Linked DNA regions of Sus scrofa: regions 2 and 3 are each linked to region 1. Evidence: chromatin contacts called from public HiChIP or PLAC-seq data. All regions are on one chromosome and are shown on one strand. Each heading gives the region's core, a stretch centred on a gene start, on an enhancer-like site or on the middle of the called end of the contact. The rest is flanking DNA. Distances are from core to core; before and after follow the strand shown. Region 1 holds the start of CFAP126 (protein Flattop). Region 2 holds the start of DUSP12 (dual specificity protein phosphatase 12). Region 3 holds the start of ARHGAP30 (rho GTPase-activating protein 30).

Evidence for each region. HiChIP or PLAC-seq counts read pairs in DNA pulled down with a chosen protein or histone mark.
Region 2: a contact with region 1 is called in an H3K27ac HiChIP or PLAC-seq map of alveolar macrophages. The contact joins the promoter of DUSP12 here to the promoter of CFAP126 in region 1. A contact is called at or near these places in 1 of 5 promoter capture datasets (liver), 7 of 47 Hi-C or Micro-C datasets (alveolar macrophages, embryonic fibroblasts, heart right ventricle and 4 more) and 2 of 2 datasets of contacts at active chromatin or transcription factors (alveolar macrophages and skeletal muscle).
Region 3: an H3K27ac HiChIP or PLAC-seq map of alveolar macrophages shows a contact between it and region 1. The contact joins the promoter of ARHGAP30 here to the promoter of CFAP126 in region 1. A contact is called at or near these places in 1 of 47 Hi-C or Micro-C datasets (embryonic fibroblasts) and 1 of 2 datasets of contacts at active chromatin or transcription factors (alveolar macrophages).

What each region holds. Positions count from the first base shown.
Region 1 is chr4:89,105,516-89,110,579 of Sscrofa11.1, reverse strand. CFAP126 (protein Flattop) reads right to left here and starts at 2,532. Exons shown (of 7, transcript XR_001308305.2): 1 at 2,318-2,532.
Region 2 is chr4:88,815,386-88,820,449 of Sscrofa11.1, reverse strand. It overlaps DUSP12 (dual specificity protein phosphatase 12), which reads left to right and starts at 1,937. Exons shown (of 6, transcript XM_001924537.5): 1 at 1,937-2,416; 2 at 3,374-3,487; 3 at 3,573-3,691; 4 at 4,074-4,170; 5 at 4,482-4,668. The coding sequence starts at 2,034.
Region 3 is chr4:89,372,953-89,378,016 of Sscrofa11.1, reverse strand. ARHGAP30 (rho GTPase-activating protein 30) reads right to left here and starts at 2,531. Exons shown (of 11, transcript XM_021089545.1): 1 at 2,092-2,531. NECTIN4 (nectin-4) reads right to left here. Exons shown (of 7, transcript XM_021089537.1): 7 at 3,659-5,064.

The DNA.
Region 1 (5,064 bases), core at 1,283-3,782:
ATGATCCCTATCAAATTACCCATGGCATTTTCCACAGAACTAGAGCAAATAATCCTAAAACTTATATGGAACCACAAAATACCCAGAAATTGCCAAAGCAATCCTGAGGAAAGAATAAACCTAGAGTAATAACCCTCCCAGACTTCAGAAAATACTACAAAGTTATAGTAATCAAAACAGTGCAGTACTGGCAAAAAACATATGAATCAAATGAACAGAATAGAGAGCCCAAAAGTAAACCCATACACCTACAGTCAATTAATCTTTGACAAAGGATGCAAGAATATACAATGTAGAAAAAGTCTCTTCAGCAAGTGCTGTTGGGAAAGCTCAATAGCCACAAGTAAATCAATGAAGTTAGAACACACCCTTACACCCCACACAAAAATAAACTCAAAATGACTTAAAGATTTAAATATAAGACATGATACCATAAAACTAGAAGAGAACATAGGCAAAACATTCTCTGACATAAACAGCAGCATTCTCTTAGGTCAGTACACCAAGGCAATACAAATAAAAGCAAAATAAACAAATGGGATCTAATCAAATTTATAAGAGCTGTAGCTGTAACTTTTACAAAGCAAAGGAAACCATAAACAAAACAACAACATATGAACTGGAAGAAAATATTTGCAGGAGTTCCCATTGCGGCTCAGCAGAAATGAACCTGACTAGTAACCATGAGGACACAGGTTCGATCCTTGGCCTTGCTCAGTGGGTTAAGGATCTGGTGTTGCCGTGAGCTGTGGTGTAGTTCACAGATTCGGCTTGGATCTGGCGTTGCTGTGGCTGTGGTGTAGGCCAGTAGCTACAGCTCCAATTCAGCTCCTAGCCTGGGAACTTCCATATGCCTCAGGTGCAGCCCTAAAAAGACCAAAAAAAAAAAAAAAAAGAAAGAAAGAAAAAAATATTTGCAAACACTCAACCAACAAAGGCTTAATTTCCAAAATACACAAACACCTCATACAACTCATTAACAACCAAAAGCTTTTGCTGTTTAGTTTTTTAACTTTCTTAAAAAACTAAAAATAGAGCTATCATATAATTCAGCAGTCCCACTCCTGGGCATATACTTGGAAAAGATGAAAGCTCTAATTTGCAAAGATACAAGCATCCCAATTTTCACAGCAGGACTATTTACAATAGCCAAGATTGAAGCAACCTAAATACCCACTGGGAAAGGAATTAACAAAGAAGATGTGGTATAGATACACCCTAGACTACTACTCAGCCAAATAAAAAAATGAAATAATGCCATTTGCAACAACATGGATGGACCTAGAGAGTATTAAGTGAAGTAAGTCAGAAAAAGGCAAAACTATATGATGTCATTTATATGTGGAATCTCAAATATGACACAAATGAACTATTTATGAAACACAGAAAAAAACTTCCAGAGAAAGCAAACTTTGGGAGAGTTCCCTGGTGGCTCAGCAGGTTAAGGATTTGGCATTGTCACTGCTGTGGCTCTCATCACTTCTGTGGCATAGGTTTGATCCTGGATCAGGAACCCAGGCATGCCGAGGGCATGCCCAAAACAAAGAAATATAAACAAACACCTCCAAACTTATGGTTACCAAAGTGGAAAGGGGGTAGTAGAGGGATAAATTAGGACTATAGAATTAGCAGATACAAGCTTATTATGTATAAACTAGACAACAAGAATTTGCTGTACAGCACAGGGAACTATATTCAATATCCTTGTAGTAAATCATAATGGAAAAGAATATGAGAAAGATTATATTATGTATAACTGAATCACTTTGCTATGTAGCAGAAATTAACACAACATTGTAAGTCAACTACACTTCAATTTAAAAAAGACCAAAAAATGTATATTAGCATTTTTTTTTATATTAGCAAATTAAAGACCCCAAAACCTATTTAATTAGAGAACTGCTGAACTCCGTTGAACCAGAGTTTTCCTGGTTGACACATCCATAAGAACACTTTTAAACAGCACGCCTATAGTTGGTATGAGAGGATCAGAGAGGAGATCAGGACCTGGAGTGAACACGACCCAGCTGGAACACGCACAGAGCTATGAGGTGTTCAGATCTATGGGATCACCACTCGCCTCGGAGTAAGGCCGGGTCATTTCCAGCTCCTGGTGCCCAGCCCCAGATGCCAACCGGAGGCTTCTTGGGCGGTGCTCCACTTCCCTCCCACCAAATGGGTACCGTGACTTCGTGCTCTCACTGTCGGGAACCGATCAGCACTTCACAGGCTTCCGGTCCTGACTCAGGCCTGATTTGCGGGAAGGTTCCCAACCGAGGTGGCCAAGACAAACCAGCGGGCGGGGCCGTTCGCAAACCTGATGACGGGGAAGGCCCGACACTTGCAGGCGAGAATCGAAGGCGGCGCGCGGACGAGAAGCTGGGCGGAGTAGGCGAGCGCGGGGCGGGATGTCGGAGGGCGGAGGCTAATCCGCCTCCTCAGACTTCCGGGAAAGCCTGCCGCGCCTTTTCTCCAGGCTTCAGGCCTTGTATTAGGATTCTCTGTTTGCACCGTTAAGACGCTGAAGTTGGCCTTTGCGCAGAATTCGTGTCCTAGAGACAGGCTCTACGTCAGCGCGCTTGGCCCATGGGCCCAGATTTCAGGTCTGTCTGGGGGTTCCTGCGCAACTGCTTTCGCTCGGTCACTGCCCCGATGGTGGCCCTGGGAGCCTGCGGAAACGGAGGAAGTGGGGGTTCGGTGCCCCCTGGACGCTCCCAGGAATAAGAAGGCGAAATCACCACGCAACGAATTAATTTTGAAGTGCGCGTTTTTATCATTTCATTAATGTGTCCATGTTTTGTCTTTGTAATGAAAATTTATAATCTCACCTTTATATAACTAGACAGCTCTTTTGATAATGCGTCTTTCTTTTCAACCATGCTCCAAGTTGTCTCCCCACTCCAGTTTGTATTGCTCTGACACTTTCAGTTAAAATTATGCCACATACACGTCTCATTTCTGTTTACTCAATGTTTTTTTGTTTGTTTGTTTGTTTGTTTAGGGCCGCACCTGCGGCATATGGAGGTTCCCAGGCTAGGGGTCCAATCGCAGCTGTAGCCGCCAGCCTATGCCAGGGCCACAGCCATTCGGGATCAAAGCTGCGTCTGCGACCTACACCACAGCGCACGGCAACGCCCGATCCTTAACCCACTGAGCGAGGCCAGGGATTGAATCCGAAACCTCATGGTTCCTAGTCGGATTCTTTTCTGCTGTGCCATGACGATAATTCTCTCTTTTTTAACCGTAAAAACATTTGAGGAGCAGCAGAGTAAGGATCGGGTTGTCTCTGCGAGAGAGTTGGATCGCTGCTGATGTGGGGTTCTATTCCCAGACCTGCTGCAGCTGGTTAAGATCCTGCATTACCGCATCTGTGGTGTAGATCTCAGCTGCGGCTCAGATTGGATCCCTGGCCCAGGAACTTCCATACACAGGGGATGCAGCTGAAAAAGAAAACAAAACAAACAAACGGATTGTTTTTGAAAAGGTAGTATATAAAAGTGATAAAAATATAAATTCACATAGAATATAATTAAATATGAATTTATATAAATATAAATTCATACAGAGAACACAAACAGATGGTTGAGGGAGAGAGGGGTGGGGGCAGAGAAATAAAGGAGGGATAGAAAATAAAAAATAAAAAAAGGGTTCCTGCTGTGAACTGCGATTGATATTATCTCTGCAGTGCCAGGATGCAGGTTCCATTCCCCCTCTATAGCACTGTGGGTTAAAGGATCTGGAGTTGCCACAGCTGTAGCTGCAGCCTAGAGTAGTTGGCAACTGCAGTTCAGATCTGATCCCTCGCACTGGGAACTCCATATGCTGTGGGGCAGCCAGAAAAGAAAAAAAAAAAAAAGTGTGTGTGTGTGTGTGTGTGTGTGTGTATATATGTTTAAATCTTATTTCATATCTATATGAGATAATGGGTGTTCACTACATTTATTTTGGTAATCATGATGTAAGTCAATCATTATGCTGTACACCTTAAATTTATACAATGCTATATGTCAATTATATCTCAATAAAACTGGAAGGGGGAAACAACTGCTAGAATAAAAAACAGGAGTTCCCTGAGTTTCTATCCGGGTGCAGTGAAAACAATCCAAGTAGGAACCATGAGGTTGTAGGTTTGATCCCTGGCCTCGCTCAGTGGGTTAAGGATCGGGCGTTGCCGTGCGCTGTGGTGTAGGTTGCAGATGAAGTTCGGATCTGGCGTGGGTGTGGTTATGGTATAGGCCAGCAGCTACAGCTCAGTTCAACCCCTAGCCTGGGAACCTCCATATGCTGTGGGTGTGGCCCTAAAGAGGTTTAAAACAAGAAAAAAGAAAGAAAGAAAAAGAATAAAAAACAAATGAAGACTGGCTTTGAAAATTCCCTGAGCAGATAAAACAAGTTTAGTTATACAAGCAATGCTTAATTTAGCTTATTTTATAAGACAAGGGAGGCTAACTTGTCCTGAGTCACTTCTTGTTTATACCTCTGGAAATCATAGGCAAAACTTAAATTGTTCCCCAAAATTAGTGTAAGGTAACCACCAACCAATTTCCTATCACTTAAGAAAATTCTAATATTGTAACCAATCATTGAAAAATAAGCAGTCACTGCCTCCTCACTAATACAAGCTTCTTTATAACAATACAGTTGTCCCTTTACATTCATGGGTTCCACATTCTTGGATTCAACCAAGCAAGAATCAAATAAATTCAGAAAAAAATATTCCAGAAAGTTCCAAAAAGCAAAATTTGAATTTCCTACAAGCCAACAACTATTTACATGGAATTTACATTGTATTTACAGCTATTTACATAACATTTACATCGTATTAGATATTGTAAGTAATTTAGAGATGATTTTAAGTATATGGGAGGATGTGAGTAGGTTCGAGGCAAATACTATACCATATTACATAAGGAACTTTGGCATTCAAGGATTTTGGTGTCTGAGTGGGGATCATGGGACCAGTCCCCCCCAGATGTGCAGGGATGATGCTATATCCCTTTCCTCCATGTTTTGGTTTGAGTGCTCCTGGTTCGTGAACTTTTTCATTCTGTGCACAATAAACTT
Region 2 (5,064 bases), core at 688-3,187, 290 kb after region 1:
CAAAATAATAGAATTATGTTATTACTACTCACTTATATTTTTTCTCAACATTTTAAGTTGGGAGCTTAAAGTATATTTCATGTGTATCTTCATAACTGTTCTAGATCTTAAGTCCCTTTAAGAGCATAAATGGTGGAGTGTCTTTCATGGCTCAGTGGTTAACAAACCCCACAAGGATACATGAGGATGCAGGTTCCATCCCTGGCCCTGCTCAGTGGGTTAAGGATCCGGCATTGCCATGATCTATGGTGTAGGCTGCAGATGCAGCTTGGATCCCATGTCACTGTGGCTGTGGTGTAGGCTGGCAGCTGTAGCTCCCATTAGACCCCCAGTTTGGAAAATTCCATATGCCGTGGGTACGGCCCTTAAAAACAAACAAATAACCAAAACATAATTGGTAATCATTTAGCAACCATATACTGATAATTATTGGGTGTAGGAGGGCTTGGGCAACATGCTGGGGATAGAAAGAGGAACTTAACTTTGGGCCATGATGGGGAGGCAATGGGGCAAAAGAGGGGAAATTTCCCTGCTTATTGCTCAGCACGGATATTATCACGGATGGCACTTACAGCAAATATTTTTAAAGATGAAAGTGGTAAATCATGCTTGTGGTCACAAAGATGAAAAAACCAAAGAACAGGAAGGCCAGGTGATGTGTATTCTCACGTAATTAAGCCATTCATAAAATGAGTGGGTGTCTTCTTAAAATGCAAGCCACCACATACTTGGCTATATCTTAGAATTTTTGCTTAATTCATGTTTATCAATGTTGTAGGCTTGCTTCCGATAAAATGAGCAGATAAGCAGTGCATGTGTGCGGGTGCACCGACCAATGCTAAGACATAGAGCCTCTTCTCCTCTCTTTGACAGGAAGCAACCCCGCTCCTTCTCCAAAAACAAAAACAAAAACAAACAAACAAACAAACAAAAAACAAATTTCCTTCCCTGGGACTAACATTCTGCTTTTTTGGGGGTGGGGGGAATCAGTAGACAGATTAATTTTTCCGTATTTCAACGGAGGTACGGAAAATATATCGTAAAAGGGCACATGGTGCCACCTAGTGGCTAAGATTATAAATACAGAAGCAGGTAATAGACAAGCCTCAGGAATTGAGATATTCCTATTATTCACCCAGATACAGATATTCACTGCATGGGGTATTCCATAAAAATTCAGAAGTATGTCCTACTCCCATCCTTGTAGGAACTTATATTCATTTTAAGGATTTGAGAAAGAAAAGCTCATTTCCAAGAGAAAACTAAAGCCAAGGGAATGATTAGGATTCCTTAATAAAATGTCCAGGAGATGAATCCTTAAATTTTTTCTATTTTTCCAGAATGTAAATATCTATGATTGTTAACAGTGAATAATTTTAATAATACTGGTTGAAAAAAATTAAAAATATATAGAAAGAAGTGTATAAAGTGTATCATGTAAGTCTCCTCATGTCAGCTCCCAGAAATAACCAGTTAACTGTTCAATATATATCTTTCAATATTTTTCATATATATATACTTGGTGGTCTTTAGCTGGAGGGCACTGACACACAAAATCATGAGATTAATATATAGAATAGTATACATTGACAAGAAAAGGATTAACATACCGTAAGCAACTAGGAAAAAAGAAAAAAAGGGAAAGCAGTCACAGGGAAGAACAATAAAGAAATGGCTTCATGAGCATTGAAAAAACGTTTTACTTGAAATGCATAAATATGTGTTTCTGATTCAGTTGATGGAACTATCATTTCAATTTGAATCCATCTTCTGCTCCTGCAGAAAGTCCAGAAAATCTCAACACTAAGCGCCTGAGAACTCTTGTATTTGGGTTGATTTATCCTCTACCACCAAACTGGGGGAGTGGCGGAGAAGCTTCTTTTAATGGGGTTTAGCTCCAGCCAAGCCGCAGTAATGTCACTTTCCCCAGTCAGCGCACATTCCCGAAGTCGACGTGGTCCTCCGATGGAGCCACTGAGCAACTCAGGCCCAGCGGGCCCAGAGGAAAGACGTTCTAGCCAGCCATCTACCCGATGGTAGGGCAAGCAGCATCCTGGCCTCTGGGCGCGGCCATGTTGGAGACTCAGGATAAGAGCCATGGCGGCGAGGACGCTTTCCGCGGGCAGAGCCCATCCAGCTCCGACGGGCAGATGCTGGAAGTGCGACCGGGGTTGTTCCTGGGTGGAGCCGCGGCCATCGCAGAGCCCAACCACCTGAAAGAGGCAGGCATTACGGCTGTGCTGACGGTGGACTCGGAGGAGCCCGACTTTAAGGCAGGGGCTGGGGTCGAGGGTCTACGGAGTCTCTTCGTGCCAGCGCTGGACAAACCCGAGACCGACCTGCTCAGCCATCTGGACCGGTGCTTGGCTTTCATCAGCCAGGCCCGCGCTGAGGGCCGAGCGGTGCTAGTGCACTGGTGAGTGGCCTGGTCTGTGGGGAGAGCAGCCCCGCCTCGCTTCCAGCCTGTCCCCCTCACCTTTTTTTCTCCGAGGCCTCAGAAGAGGACGAAGGGGCTGTCAGGTAGCTAGAACGTCCTTCAACTCTCTCCTTCGTAGACCTGTGTCGTAGAGAGAGAAGTGGGCAAGAGGCAGCCCCTGATGGCGTGCAGGCTTTCATTTGTTCTAGTTTGTGTTGGTACCTTATGCAGCCGCCGAGGTTTGTTTTTGTTTTTTTTTTTTTTGGAGGTTAGGAGGAATCGTCAGATAAATGACAAAGTCCCTGCTCTTAAGCGTTTAAAGCTCTCTAGGAGAAGCCAGACCCTTACCCAGATTATTGTGATGCAGTGCAGGAGAGGTTATGCAAGTTTAAGAGGAAGAGCAGATTATTTTCACTGTTTTTGTTTCAGGCAGGGGATGGCTGATGGACAGGATAAATCGGTTAGGATGTAAATGATTCCTAAGCCATGCCTCGGGGAAAGACAGTGTGCGTGATAGCAACGGCAAAAAGTGCAGTAATAATAGTTTGTTTATTGAGCTGATGCCTTTACTTTGTGCCAGCGTTTGTTCTAAATATTACACAAAGCAGTGAAGGTAGTAATACTATTGGAAAGAAATCTGGGACCAGATCTCCAGGGCCCTTAACTCCAAGAGCAAAGGAATTTAGATTTGTTCCGAAGCCATTATAAAATTTTGAAAAACTAGTGTAATTATTTTTGAATAGATGGTACATTCTCGAGGTTCAGAATTCAAAAGGAATAAGGAAAAAAAGGGATAATTCTTTTGTACAGTGGTAGTATTTCAGAGGCAGAGGGTTCGTTTGAGTAGAAGAAGCAGACAAGAAGTGGACCTGAACTTTACCCTTAAGAAGGAGCTGAAAGTTTTTGTTTTTTTAATTGCTGCTATTTGCTATTTTGTTTTAAAGATTTCTTTTTCAGTCATGCAGGAGTCAGTCGAAGTGTGGCTGTAATGACTGCTTTTATGATGAAGACTGACCAACTTAGCTTTGAAAAAGCCTATGAAAATCTTCAGACTATCAAACCAGAGGCTAAGTGAGTTTGTCATTATAGCAATTCAGCTTTTGTGATGTGATTTTATGTATTTAAAGAAAATTCAACTCTATATTTGTCCTTGCAGGATGAATGAGGGATTTGAGTGGCAACTGAAATTATACCAGGCCATGGGATGTGAAGTAGATACCTCTAGTACAATTTATAAACAATATCGTTTACAAAAGGTTACAGAGAAGTATCCAGGTAAGAGATAATTGGTGGTATGTATTGGGTCTTTTCTAGACGCTCTTTACTCTGACACCAAATGCTTCAGGTGCATTATCTCGCTTTTCCAGCAATCCCTGGAGACAGGTAGTTTTATTTCCTTTTGAAACCATGGCTTAACAAGAAATAGCTAGTTCAGGGTCACATAGTTTATAAGTGGCTGGCTTGGCTTTGAACTCAGGCAGTCTGCGCCCAGAACCCAAGGACTTCATCACTGCTGTCCTACCTCATCCTGATATCTCAACACTGGATTTTTCTTTTTAATTTTTTTTAAAAGTTTTGCCTCTACTTGACATTAACTGCATTTGGTCTAAAGATGCAGGATTGATTTTGACAAATGGCTATGATTTATGTTGTGTAGAATTGCAGAGCTTACCTCAAGAACTCTTTGCTGTTGACCCGTCTGCCATTTCACAGGGATTGAAAGATGGGGTTCTCTACAAATGTAGAAAGTGCAGGTAAACTATTTTGTATCTTTTGAAGATTTTATCTTGTCTCAGTAGCTGAAAAGTACTGAAAATTTCAGTTTCCTAAAATCTGTAGGAAGATTTATTAACTGAATAATTACAGAAATTTCATTTTCAAATCTGGTTTGAAGAAGAATATGAATTCTTTAAAGGGTAATCCAGTTACTTATAGAGGTTATGGAAAATTTAAGTAGCACTATCAATGAGATGTTATTTTGTCCTCTAAGAAATACTGCACATTTCATCTATTTTTTTCATCCATTTGGAAGTCATTAATCTTTTTACTTGTTTGGGAATTGCAGGCGATCTTTATTTCGAAGTTCTAGCATTTTGGATCATAATGAAGGAAGTGGTCCTATAGCCTTTGCCCACAAGAGAATGACACCATCTTTCATGCTTACCACAGGGAGTCAGACTCAGTGTACCTCCTATTTCATTGAACCTGTACAGTGGATGGAATCCACTTTGTTGGGAGTGATGGATGGACAGGTGAGAACACATTTTAATTTTATGTTATCTATATTTTGTTTCTTCTTTCATTTTAAACCGTATTTTGCTCCATCTTAACTACTTTTCTTTCTAAAGATTTTATCTTTCTATTATAGACAAGATTCTATCAAAGCTGAATTAATTAAATAAAAACCAGCTGATCTGAAATAGTGAACCACTTTTGGTTGAGTGCTGATGGTCTAAGTTAATTCTTTTTTAAGGCTATTGTTTATATTTTTTCAAATAAAGACTAACAATAATTAGACTATAGTTAACAAAACTTAAACTTTGTGGCAAGTAGGGCAAATCAAGGGTTTACAAATTAGATCTGGAGAGTTCCTTTCTTGGCTCAGTGGTAAGGAACCCAGCTGGGATCCAGGAGGATACTGTTCCATC
Region 3 (5,064 bases), core at 1,282-3,781, 270 kb before region 1:
ATACATGTAAGTGCTTGGGGAAGAAAAGACGCATCTAGGATAAAGAGCTAGGAGAAGGCGCTGAGATGGAGTGGGGCTGCAGGGATGGGGAACCAAAAAAATCAAGGAGGATGAATTAACCAGAAATACAACTCCCCACTGGCCTGGGCTTGCTTTCTTTCTCTCATCCATCCTTCCTTCTTTTTTCTCTTTACTTGTTTTCTTTCTTTCTTTCTTTCTTTCTTTCTTTCTCTTTCTTTTTTTTTTTTTTTTTTTTGTTGCACGCTGCACCTTCACAGCCACCCACTGCAGTCAGAGCCTTAACCCACAGAGGGAACTCCTGGGCTTTCATTTTTGCTGGGTCTTGGCTTAAAGAGAGAAACCATCACCAGCCTCTCTCTGTCCTTCCACTTTCCACCTGTCTGTGTCACGGGGAACTGGGCAAGGCTGCCGCTGCTGCTCTGCTGCCCAGGATACCCCTCCACCCTTGGGCTCAAGTGAGGTTCTGGTGAAGGGTAGGAGGTGCTTCTGTCTCTCTCTGGGATTCACCAGGATTCAGGCCCAGAAACAGATGTCTATCCCTTCCAGAGAACACGACTTTCACCTTCTAGGAATGTGGACAGAGCCCAGGAAGGGTTGCAGGATTGGAATCTAGGCTAGCTATGAGTTCAGTGTTTGAAAATGAGGTTGGCAGGGGGGCCACAGGAAAGGACAACACCAGAATGAGGAGGCTGAACTGAGGGTTTGCAGACACCTGGAAGAACATCAGCCCCAATTAAATCATGTGGCCCTTGATCAAGAGTTGTCTTTCAAGAGGAATCCCTTGCAAAGGTGTCAGCCCTGGGCTAGCCGCTGGGCTCTGCCCCAGAAGAAAAGAAAGGCACTGAGAAGCCACTTCAGCTGTCTAACACCCTTTGTTGGGGCTGGCCTTTGCCTTAACTGAGGCCAGTGGGGATGGGGGCCTCTGGGGGTGGGGGGGAGAAAAGGGGAAGGAGGTGTCTGGGGACATAGGGGCGGGGCTAAGAGCAGGAAATGAGCTGGGAACCACCATCGCCCTCCCTCCACTGCCGGGAGCCACAGCCCAGAGCTGAGAAGAGGACAAAGAGGAAATGACAGATTGGGGTGGGGTGGGGGTGCGGTGGGGGGGGCGGAAATCGTGCCCATCTTTGGGAGGAGCTCGAAGTACCAAAAACAAGCTGGAGTGGGCAGCCAGGATACCTGTGTTCAGTGCCAAATCAAATCAAGAAATGTTTTTGAGTGTCTGCTCCACACCAAGCACAGTGGAGCAGATGTCCCTGGTCCTGCTGGTTTCTAAGCCCCCTCCGAGGTAACTCAGGAAGGATGCTGGGCAAGCTCCACAGGCAGTCCCCACACCCATCCTCCTTTCCTTGTGCCCTCCACCCCCACCTTCAAACCGGGCCCCAGGCCGTCTCTCCTACTCTTCGGCTCTTCCCCATTTTAGCAGCTTCTTCCCTCACCCTCCACTTTGAACCTGTTTCTCCTTTGCTCAGGGAGAACCAGAGAATCAGAGAGACTGGGGGAGGGGACTATCCCACCCCACAGCTTCACCCGGGGCCCAGCAAGGCTGCAGAGGAACCAGAGCCTCCTAACTTCGTCTCCTCTAACCAAGAAACCCCCGTGGTCCCCATGTGCCATCCTCTGACTCTCCAGAGGCCCTTCTCCCGCCTCCTTTCATTCAGACCCAAGGACCCTCCATTGCCCTCCCTTCCGCCTCTCATCTCCTGACCCTGTCATCTCAGCTTCCTTCTCCTGTCCCCAGCTGTCACCCTCTCACCTCCGTTTCTTCGACCTCTCCTGGGTTTCCAGTGTCTCCATACCCGCCTCTCAGTGGTGCCTTGGTGTCCCCGTTCTCACTCTGAGTCCCTCAGAGTCTTCACCCCCAGTTAGTCACACAAGGGAGCTACTGCGCCTTCTTCACTGAGCCACATTTCCTGCCTCGCCCGTTAATCAGTCTCCTGGGGGTAACCCCAAGCCCCTGCCCCTTCTCCGTGAACTTCTGGGCACTGTTTCTGTACCCTCAGACTGGATCAGGCTGGAGAAGCTCCGTGCCTCCCCATCCACCCAACAGCAGCTCCGGGTTGGCCTCCTTACCCTCCTGGCCTGAGTTCTGCAGGTGCTCCTGCAAGTCACACCCAAACACCCGCTCCTTCGAGCTGCCCTTCTTCTTTCCTTTCTGCCGAGACTTCATGGCCGGAGCCCCAGGGCTCTGGCCCAGCCACCTCTGTCCCCCAAGACCTTTGCCCTACTGGTCCCCCATGGGATCCCAAGCCAGCCTCTGGGCTTGGCCCGGCCCCAGGGGGCAGGGCTCCGAACTGGGGGGTGGAGGGTGGCCTGGGCAACGGACAGCAGCTCCTGCCTCTGGGGCCCCGGCCACACGGAAGTAGCTGTGGAAGAGGAAGCTGCCAGGACCCTGGCAAAAAGCTGTGTCTCGTGGCCGGGCCTGGCACTCGCCCTTCTCGCCCCACTCAGCCCTGGAGGGGCAGGAAGCTGTGCAGCTCCTTAAACCCACTTCCTGTTAGAGCATCTTTGCAACCACAGGGCTGGGGTGGGGGAGGTAGCTGACATTCACATCCTCACCCATTGCTGGGCCTTCGCTCATTGGTCAAGAGGACGTGATGTCAGAGCCCTAGGGTGGGGTGGTAGCGCCTGGAGCGTGAGCAGGTGACTGACACCCTTGGAGATCAGAATTCTAGGGTCTGAGGTGGAGACCAGAGACTTGCTTAGGAGCAGAGCAACACAGGGCTGTTCAGGGCACACCCAGGAGGCAGGATGCCCAGGCTCTGCACCTGATGGCCTGTAGTCTCAGTCAAGTCACGTTACTCCGCTGAGCCTCAGTTTCCACACATATTTAAAATAGGAAGACAGTGGAATTCCCTGGTGGCTCAGTGGGTTGAGGATCTAACATTGTCGCTGGTGTGGCTCGCGTGGCAGCTGTGGCAGGATTTGATCCCTGGCCCAGGAACATCTGCATGTCTCAGCCATGGCCAAAAGTAAAAAATGAAGAGAGTGAACTAGATGATCTTTAAATCCTTCCAATTCTGGGAGTTCCCGTTGTGGCTCAGCAGTAACAAACTTGACTAGTATCCACAAGGATTCGGGTTCGATCCCTGGCCCCACTTAGTGTGTTAAAGCATCCAGCGTTGCCATAAGCTGTGGTGTAGCTAGGTTGAAGATGTGGTTCAGATCTGGCATTGCGATGGCTGTGGTGTAGCTGCAGCTCCAATTCGACCCCTAGCCTGGGAACTTCCATATGCCTTGGGTGCAGCCCTGAGAGACAAGCAGAAACAAAAATAAATAAATAAATGTGTTCCCAATTCTAGCTTTCTGTGGAACTCATTTGAGTTTCTGGTTCTTTGCCTGTAAAAAAGTATATACTGCTGTCTACTTTCCAGGCCTGTCACAGACTCCAGTGCAATACAGGATGTAAAATACTGCCAACTAAGGCACTGCTTATCTTGGAAGGAGTCCTAGCTCCTACCTAGGGACTCTGAGAGATGGCTGAAGGTCTTGTGGAGGCCCCTTCTCTCCCCTGTTCATCCCTGTTCCAGGCATCCTAACTCCTCCCTTATTTGGACCACTGGAAGGATGGTACCGAGGCAGAGAGTACAGACTTTCAGGACTTGCACAGTTCAGGGAGCAAGACAGGAACCAGAAAGAACAGGTTTTATCTGTTTATTTAAAAACAGAATATCATTTTATGTACACATATGCACATATTTACACAAAATGTACATACTAGAATTCTGTACCTTCTAGTTCCACATCCAAAATCCTGGGATGGCTTGGGGAGCAGGGGATGGGAGGCTCTCCTTTGGTCCAGAAATCCAGCAGTGTTCAGGCCGAGCAGGGTTTGGGCACTACATCTAGATATTCTGGTTAAATGTATTTGGTGGGACTTCTCTAACCCCAGCCTGCTCCCCAGAGAAACGGCTGGAAGAGCCCCAAGTTAGTGAGCCCGAGACCCCAAGGAAAGGAGACATCCTTGCCTCAGCAGCTCCTTCACCTCACCTGACCTCCCACCCTCCCTTGGTCTAGAATCCCTATTCTCTCTCCCCTCTCCCGCGACTGAACCAGGGACTGTCACCAAGTCCCAGCCACCCCCTCAACAAGGGACCGCAAACAACCATGGCTACAACTAAGAAAACTTGAGGCTAGGGGAAGAGCCAAGGAGCCACGAGGGCTACGGACACTACCTGCCCACCCACAGCCAATAACAGTGGGGCGCGCGCCCCTCCTTCAAACCCCTCCAGCTCTTTAGTTCCCTCCCAAGAGTCTGCCTAGATTAAGATGCCTTAGAGGGGGCACTGTTCAGAACCACAGGAATTAACCCCCTGAGGTGAGGCCTGAGCAAGATCTAGCTTTGCTGAATTCCTGTGTAGGCTGATGTCACTTTAAGCGATTCTTGTAATAATAAACATCCAGGTGAATCGAATGTTTTTGTTTTTTTTTTAAAGTCTCTTCTCTTATTAGGGGACTGGGGGCAGTATTCCTTAAAGAAGCTCCCCTGTGCAGGTTTATTTACAGAAAATATGTACATGCAGCAGACCCAGAGGCCACCAGAGGGCAGAGGCCTTCTTCTGTAACAGTTTGAGCCCCTGGCAGACCCCCTAGGCCTGCTGCTTCACACTTGCCCCAACGGCTCCCAAGTGATGGGAGCCCGGCTCCCTGACTCAGGAGGCCAGATTCCAGCTCCAGCTATGCCCGCACACCTGGATCTGGCCCACAGTCTCCACCTCCCGCCTCCAACCTCTGCATCATTAATACTGCTCTGGGGTCTGAGGAGAACACCTGTTTTACAGGCAAAGGTCACACAGCCACACGACACACAAACCAATCCCCTATGGCGTTCTCCATGCAGCCACGGAATCCTGTGGCACATACACCACAGTTCACGTGGACTCTGACGTGACAGCATGATGCACACCACAGGCATACATATCCTCCTGCACACTCACATACACAGTCAGAGAATATTCACACAAGCACAGACACACACACAGTGACCTGCACGCACTGTGGGAGAGACTCAACCAGGAGAGCCCTTCCATCATCTAACAGAAGGGC